Regions from separate parts of the Sus scrofa genome. Here region 2 is linked to region 1. Evidence: chromatin contacts called from public Hi-C data. All regions are on one chromosome and are shown on one strand. The core of a region is the stretch at or near the end of the contact, and the rest is flanking DNA. Distances in the headings are between cores, read along the strand shown.

Region 1 (3,215 bases), core at 149-2,648:
GAGGATTCTGGGCACCAGCTCTTCGATCTAGAACAACTACAAGGAGCACCTCACAAGGTTCGTTCTGCTCCACTGCCAGAAATTCTCCTTGCACCCTTTCTGGGAAGTAGGCAGGGTGGGTCCTGGCACCCGGTTTTAATTATTAGGTGAGAATCAAGGGTCAGAGGAGCCAGGAAATTCTTCCTTTGCTCCCCGCACCCTCCAGGGCCTTCTCCCCACACGTGGAGGGGCCTAGCCAGGTCTCTGGGACCCCCTCCCCTCTGTCTTCCCCAGGCAGCCCCCCAGCCCAGCCTACATTCTCATGCTGCATGTGTTTCAGCAGCATCAGCTCCCGGTAGGCACGCTTGGCAAAGATCTCAGACTGGAAGGGCCGGCTCAGCTTCTTGATGGCCACCTTCTCCCCCGACCGCTTGTCAATGGCTGAGCTGTGGAGGCACAGGCAGGTCAGCAGGCAGCGGCTTCCTCGGACTCACCCCAGCCTCTCCCAGTCAGCAGTCTAGGCTGGGGTGGTGGTGAAGCCCCACCTCCTGGACTGTGAGGGGGCAGCTGAGAGCACAGTGGGGTGGGAGGTGGAAGATGGAGAGGGAGCGGGCAGAATCTGAGAGGTGTGCAGCAAGGGTTCAGACACAGGTGAATGCCAACAGGACCCAGAGCAACTTGGCAAGTCCCTTCTTGTTTGGGCCTCAGTGTACCCGTTTGTAACAATGGGGATTCGCCCGCATGAACTCTGGGGTCCCGGGTAAGGTTCAAGTCCTGAAGAAACAGATCCAGTCCTAGTTCAACCCACAGAGACCCCTGCCAAGCCGGTGATTAAAGTGAGATGGCGCCTGAGGCTTCCCGCTCCTTCCCGGCTTCGCAGCCCAGCCGGCCGCCTTCTCCTGGGGTTCAGCCTAGAAAAGCACCCGCCAAGGACTTCCAAGCCCGCAGGGCTTTGGGCCTTGGGGTCCTCTATCAAGCTGGTAGGCGCCCAGCCTCGAGAGCTCAGCAGGACAGGGGACAGCGGAGGCGGGTCCGGGAAGAGGGCACTGGCTGGGCCCCGGCTCATCCGGAGATTCCACCGGCGTCCGGGTGCCCGGTCGCCCGCCGGCGTTTCGTCCCGAGGCCCCAGACGCCTCCCGCGCCCCTCCGCGGGCGCGCAGGCCCGGGGGTCTCACCACACTGCACCGTAGGCCCCGCTGCCTACGTTCGTCAGGGACACGTAGGTCTTGGGCAGCTCCCAGGCGGTCTTGTTGACGTCCTGCTTGTAGAAACCCCTTTTCCGGGTGAGGCTCATCCCGGGCACTCAATCTTCGCGGCCTCCAGCGCGGTGGCCGCGATCGCCGCCCGCCAGGCTCTCAGCACCGGTCCCCCCCACCCCGCCCGCGGTCCCCGCCGTGCCCTCCCCGCGCCGCCTGCTCCTCCCCCGCGAGGGCGGGGGCCCGGGCCGCGCGGCCCACCTGCCGGCTCGCCCAGGTGCGCCGCTGCCCCGCCCAGGCCTGCCCGACGGCTCGCGCGCGGAGCCCCAGATTTCCGCCAGCCCGGGAGTGGTGGGCGGGGCCCCGGCACAGAGCAGCCAGGAGCGGCAGGTGCGCTGCCCTGCAGGAAGGGGTGCTTTCCTCCTCCATGAGCTGGGCCGGGGGCCGGGGGCCCGAGCGACCCAGGGGCTCCCTGGGCAAGAGGGCGGGAGGACAGGGCTTCCTGGCTCCCTCAAGCGCGGGACTCTGTAGGAAGATCTCCCAGAGATTTTGGAAACCATTTTGGAAAATAAAACCAAACTCCACAACTTTGACTATGGAAGTATGGAAAGTTTCAAACATATACAGAGGTAGATAATAGCTCAGTGCTTCTCACATTTGAATGTGCACATGGATCCCCTGACGTGTTATTAAGTACAGATTCTGATTCAGAAGGTCGGGAAAGAAGCCAAGATTCTGCATTTCTAACCACCTCCTAGGCTCAGGGGATCCCGGGACTGCACTGTGATAGAGAGGTTTTAACGACCCTGCCTGACCTCAGTCCCAGCTTCAACAATGTCAACTCTTGGTCAGTTTTGTTTCCTCTACATACACCCACCCACTCCATCATTCTGAAGCAAAACCAGGCAGTATATCATTTCACCCACAAATATTTTTGTGTCTCTAAAGATAAGGATTATTTTAAAAACACAACCACAATATCCTTTTTTACACCTAAAGTTAATTAACTAATTCTGTAATACCAACTATCTAGTCTAGGTTCAAATTTCCTGTTTTGAATGGGGTTTTTGCTGGCCTTCTAATTCCATGAGAGGGCAATGACAAGTCAGGGTCTTCTGCCACCTGTGTCTGATGGCTTGTGCAGCCCGAGGAAGATTCTGTGCTCAAATTAAATCACAGAGGTCTCCGAGGAACAGGGTCGGGGCAGAAAATGGCCACAAGAAATCCAGTTGCCTGGCCTGGCTTGTCTGACCCCCTGCTGGCCTGGGGTTGCGGAAAGGGTGGGGACCACTTGCTTCACTTTGTCAACAGGAGAGAAGAAGGAAAGGAACTAGCTTGTGGCCTACAGAAAGCTGGGGGCCCTCCCTAGGAAGTCTTCAGAACCCAAACCCTGTGCCAAGCCCTTCCTGTGCAGTCCTGGAAGACCACTGGGGGTGTGGGGGAGGGGTGCTTGAACCCCACGGAAATGCCCATCGGGCATTGCAGGCAGGGACACTGTCTTATTCATATCCAGCACCTAGTAGGATATCAAAAACTATGTGGCGAATGAATGGAAGAGTCAGCCCATTAGAAATGAAAGAAATACTTACTTAATGAACACTTGGGCTTGCCATGTACCAGTCATTATTCTAAGTGTTTTACATACACAGCTCCCTTAATCCTGGTAAGAGGTCTATGAGTCAGTACTATTATCCTCATTTTAGAGATGAGGAACCTGAGGTATAGAATGGTTAAGTCACTTGCCCTAGGTCACACAGCTGGTAAGGGCCAGAGCTGGGTTGAAGATGCTAGGACCACCGAATTCAAGGTTCCGAGGTTATGCAGCATTTCTGGGTTGAGAGGCATTGCTCCTTAAAGGAGATTGGCGTGTTTCAAATCATTTGCCTCATCCATCATAAGGACATGTCTACTGATCAAACCACATCTCCCTCGTTCATCCCACCCTGGGGATCTGACACATTCTCTAACCTCTCCCCCTTCCACTCCCTCCTCCAGCCCTGAGACCCTGGGAGAGAAAAGGGTAGGGACTATGAGCCTGGA
Region 2 (3,111 bases), core at 287-2,786, 46 kb before region 1:
ATACTCTAATCAGTAAAATGAAATTAATGAAATCTGTCTTTAAGCGTTCCTATTTGTTAATGAGCTATTATTAACATCCTTACTTAAAAGGCCTTCCAATCCCAAAGTGAGACTACCAACAACCAATTTGGCTGAGGCACAGTGGCAGGCGGGCACAATCCTATTCATAACCAAAGGAAAGAGAATCATCACGGCAATTCTGAACAGGTTCCAGGGACCCTTGGCCACTACGCGCCTCATAAATGCAAACTCCATAGGGGCAGTCCGGGCCAAGAGACCTGCCCCCACCCCTTCAAGGGCACGGAGACCCTTGCAGAGCTGTGAAAAGCTACCTCAGTAGTTGAGGGAGGCGACGTGCCCCCTCCTTTGTTAAAGCCACTGTGTGTTCTCCCTCCCTCCCGGCTGCCTCCCAGGCAGTTCAGCCATCTCTCAGGCAAGCATCAAGTACCTACAGAGACCTCTGCTGTCCCATTCAAGTCTCTGAGGGGCAAACTCTAGAGGGGGAAGGGCTGCTGCTGAGGAAAATGAGATGAGTTTCGCCCGCAAAGAGCTTACAATCTAGTTTTTTGGCGGGAGTTTCTAATCCCACGCAGCCCTTCCCACATACACAACTCCAAAAATTTCCCACACCACCGGAGGTCTTCTCCGCATCCCCTGAGCCCCCCACTCGCCCACCCCACCCAGGTCCGGAAAGAATTATTATCGTCCCCCACTGCACCCTACACGAGATATTCAGGAGACAAGTGAGGACCCCTCCCAAGGCTCCTGCCCTTTTAAAGAAGCACCTCTTCCAGAAAAATCTCGACCCTTCTGAGGAGAAAGGAGGGAAATAACATCGAGGAGGGGGCGAGCGCGCCAGCGACAGACTGACGCGGAGTCCGACCCTCACACAGAGAAAGCGAGCCCCTGAGAACGAGCGGGGCACAGAAGCGAGCACCCATTGGCCGCCTCACCTGCCCGTCAGGAGAAACCGGGGCGCCAAGGGACGCTCAGAGGGTGGAACTCCCCTCTGGCTCGACCAATTGGAGAGCGTGGTGGGGGCGGGGCTCGGTGGCTCAGCTTCCAGGGCCGGGGGGAAAACAAGATGGCGGCTGCGGGAGGGGGTCCTTGCTTTTCAGCTCCCCCCCTCGCTCGCCTTCTCCTTCCCCGCCGCCGCCTTGGCTCTAGGAAACAGCTTTCGCACCGCCCCCGCCCAGCTCGGGAAGCCCCTCGCTTCCCTCCCCCACCCTGCGCAGTCCCCGGTCCCCGTAGGCCCCTCTGCCCTCGGCCCCCGCTCCGTCTGGTCCCGCTGCCGCCCCCATTACCTCAGCCGCTGGCCCGGCCCCACCGTTCGGGGGCCCCTGGGCGCGGGCGGGCCGGCAGTCGAGCAGTCGGTTCGGCCGGGGGAGCGAAGCGCGGCCTCCTCCCGCGCTAGCCTCGGCGGCCACTGACGTGCCCCCTCCCGGCCCGCGCTGGGGCCCCAGCCCAGCCGCCGCCGCCGCTCCCGGGGGAGGAGGGGGAATGAAGCCGCCGTCGCCGCCGCTGCCGCCACGGAGCCCGGCCGAGGGGAGGGAGGGATCAGCCCCCAGGCAGGATCCGCCCCTCCGGCCTCCCCCACCCCCCCGCCACCTCCACCCCTTCCCTCGCTCCCTCCCTGGCTCCGCGGGCTCTCCCGCTGAACAGGAGCGAGAGCGCGAAAGAGGGGGGGAAACGGGGGGAAAAAATCCCCCCGCCCGTGCCCGGCGCGGCGGCAGCCGGGGCTGCGCGGAGAGGAGCGCGGAGCCGCTGCCGCCACAGGGCACTGTCCCCTGCTCGGCCTCACGGTGGCGGTGCGGACGCGGTAGGGGCGCGGAGCAAAGAAGGATCTGCCCCGGCTTACCCCGGCCCAGCTCGCCGCGGGGCAAGCCGGGCTAGAGAGCTGGAGGACGTTCAGGTCCTATTGGGAAAGACCGGGGTCCCTAACTCTTTAGAGTGATCAGCCGTCCCCTCCCCCAGCCCTGCGGGAGAGGCAGCCAAGGTTTAGGGCAACAAACCCCTCCCTGGGCTTGAGGGTCCCTCCAAAGGTTAAGCCAGGGCAGACATTGATGTCAAAACCGGTCTGCGTCTCGGGGTGCAGGTGCCTGTACTACTCCCAGAAAGTCGCGCCCCTCCCCCAACCCCCTTGCTGCAGTCGGGAGGACAAAGGTCTATCGATGTCCGTACCCTCCCCCAGGGAAGACAGCCGGGGAAGACCTGCCACTGTTGGGTACAGGTGAGCGCCTGCTTCCCCCAGAGACATCCTTCTTAAGAAACAGACCTGATGTTTCTCAGTGTCCCATCGTCTCCCTCCTGTGTTTAAAAAGAAAAAAACGTAAAAGTTTGACGGTCTGCTTAAGGACGTCTGGCACCTCGTTTGTAGACAAGGGAAACAGTCTCTCCTTAAGACTGATTTGGCTAGGAATCGGTTAACGCAAAAGCGGCTTTCTAATTGATATTTGACAAATGGCAGCTTCAGACTTTCAGATACAATCAGCTTGGCTTTTACTTTGGTAAATTTTAGAAAAGCGCTCCTTTGCCACCACCACCCACTTTGCCTATGAATTGGAACGTTTACCTCACATGACTGAAGTCTTAAGCACCAATATTTAACGATGTTCAGAAAGTATGTATGGACAGACTGCCTTAAAAGTGAAGATGAATGACATATTGAAAGCGTTTCCGCTGTCCGCGCTCCTAGTACAGCTTGGTAAGACTTTCACAATTTTTCTCTTGGTTCTGACAATCAAGAACATAGATTGTAGAGTCAGAGCAAGAAGGATAAAAGCTTAGGATTCAAGTCTTCCAAATGTTTAAACTGAACGAACTTTTGAGGTATAGATGTTTATGATCCTAAGGAATTTAAACATACTGTGTTTGGGGTTTGAAAGTTTGATAAAAGTAAGGAAGCTAATTTGTATTACAAAGATGTTTTCCTGATTATACCGTAGCACCTTTTGGCAAATTGATAGCAAAAATACTTCATTAACCAATTTTGTTTTAAAAAGGGAGTGAAAAAAAAAGAAAAGAAAAAGGTAGTGGCTTGTGGATCTAAGTAAGGGCAGGGCGGTGTTTGAAAACTGTGAAGATGAAATAGTATGAACTAACCGTCAAGTG

The links. Hi-C and Micro-C count contacts between places; a contact is called where the count stands out from the background.
Region 2: a contact with region 1 is called in a Hi-C map of embryonic fibroblasts, with 4 times the contacts expected there. The contact joins the promoter of BRPF3 here to the promoter of MAPK13 in region 1. A contact is called at or near these places in 3 of 5 promoter capture datasets (fetal liver, fetal skeletal muscle and liver), 23 of 47 Hi-C or Micro-C datasets (adipose tissue, alveolar macrophages, blood and 9 more) and 2 of 2 datasets of contacts at active chromatin or transcription factors (alveolar macrophages and skeletal muscle).

Annotation. Positions count from the first base shown.
Region 1 is chr7:31,878,826-31,882,040 of Sscrofa11.1, reverse strand. MAPK13 (mitogen-activated protein kinase 13) reads right to left here and starts at 1,398. Exons shown (of 12, transcript XM_021098634.1): 1 at 1,155-1,398; 2 at 296-425. The coding sequence starts at 1,273. It overlaps LOC110261511 (a long non-coding RNA gene), which reads left to right. Exons shown (of 5, transcript XR_002345687.1): 5 at 1-289.
Region 2 is chr7:31,924,738-31,927,848 of Sscrofa11.1, reverse strand. It overlaps BRPF3 (bromodomain and PHD finger-containing protein 3), which reads right to left and starts at 1,536. Exons shown (of 13, transcript XM_021098638.1): 1 at 1,305-1,536. It overlaps LOC110261741 (atherin-like), which reads left to right. Exons shown (of 5, transcript XM_021100034.1): 2 at 685-743; 3 at 894-1,190; 4 at 1,252-2,704. The coding sequence ends at 1,893.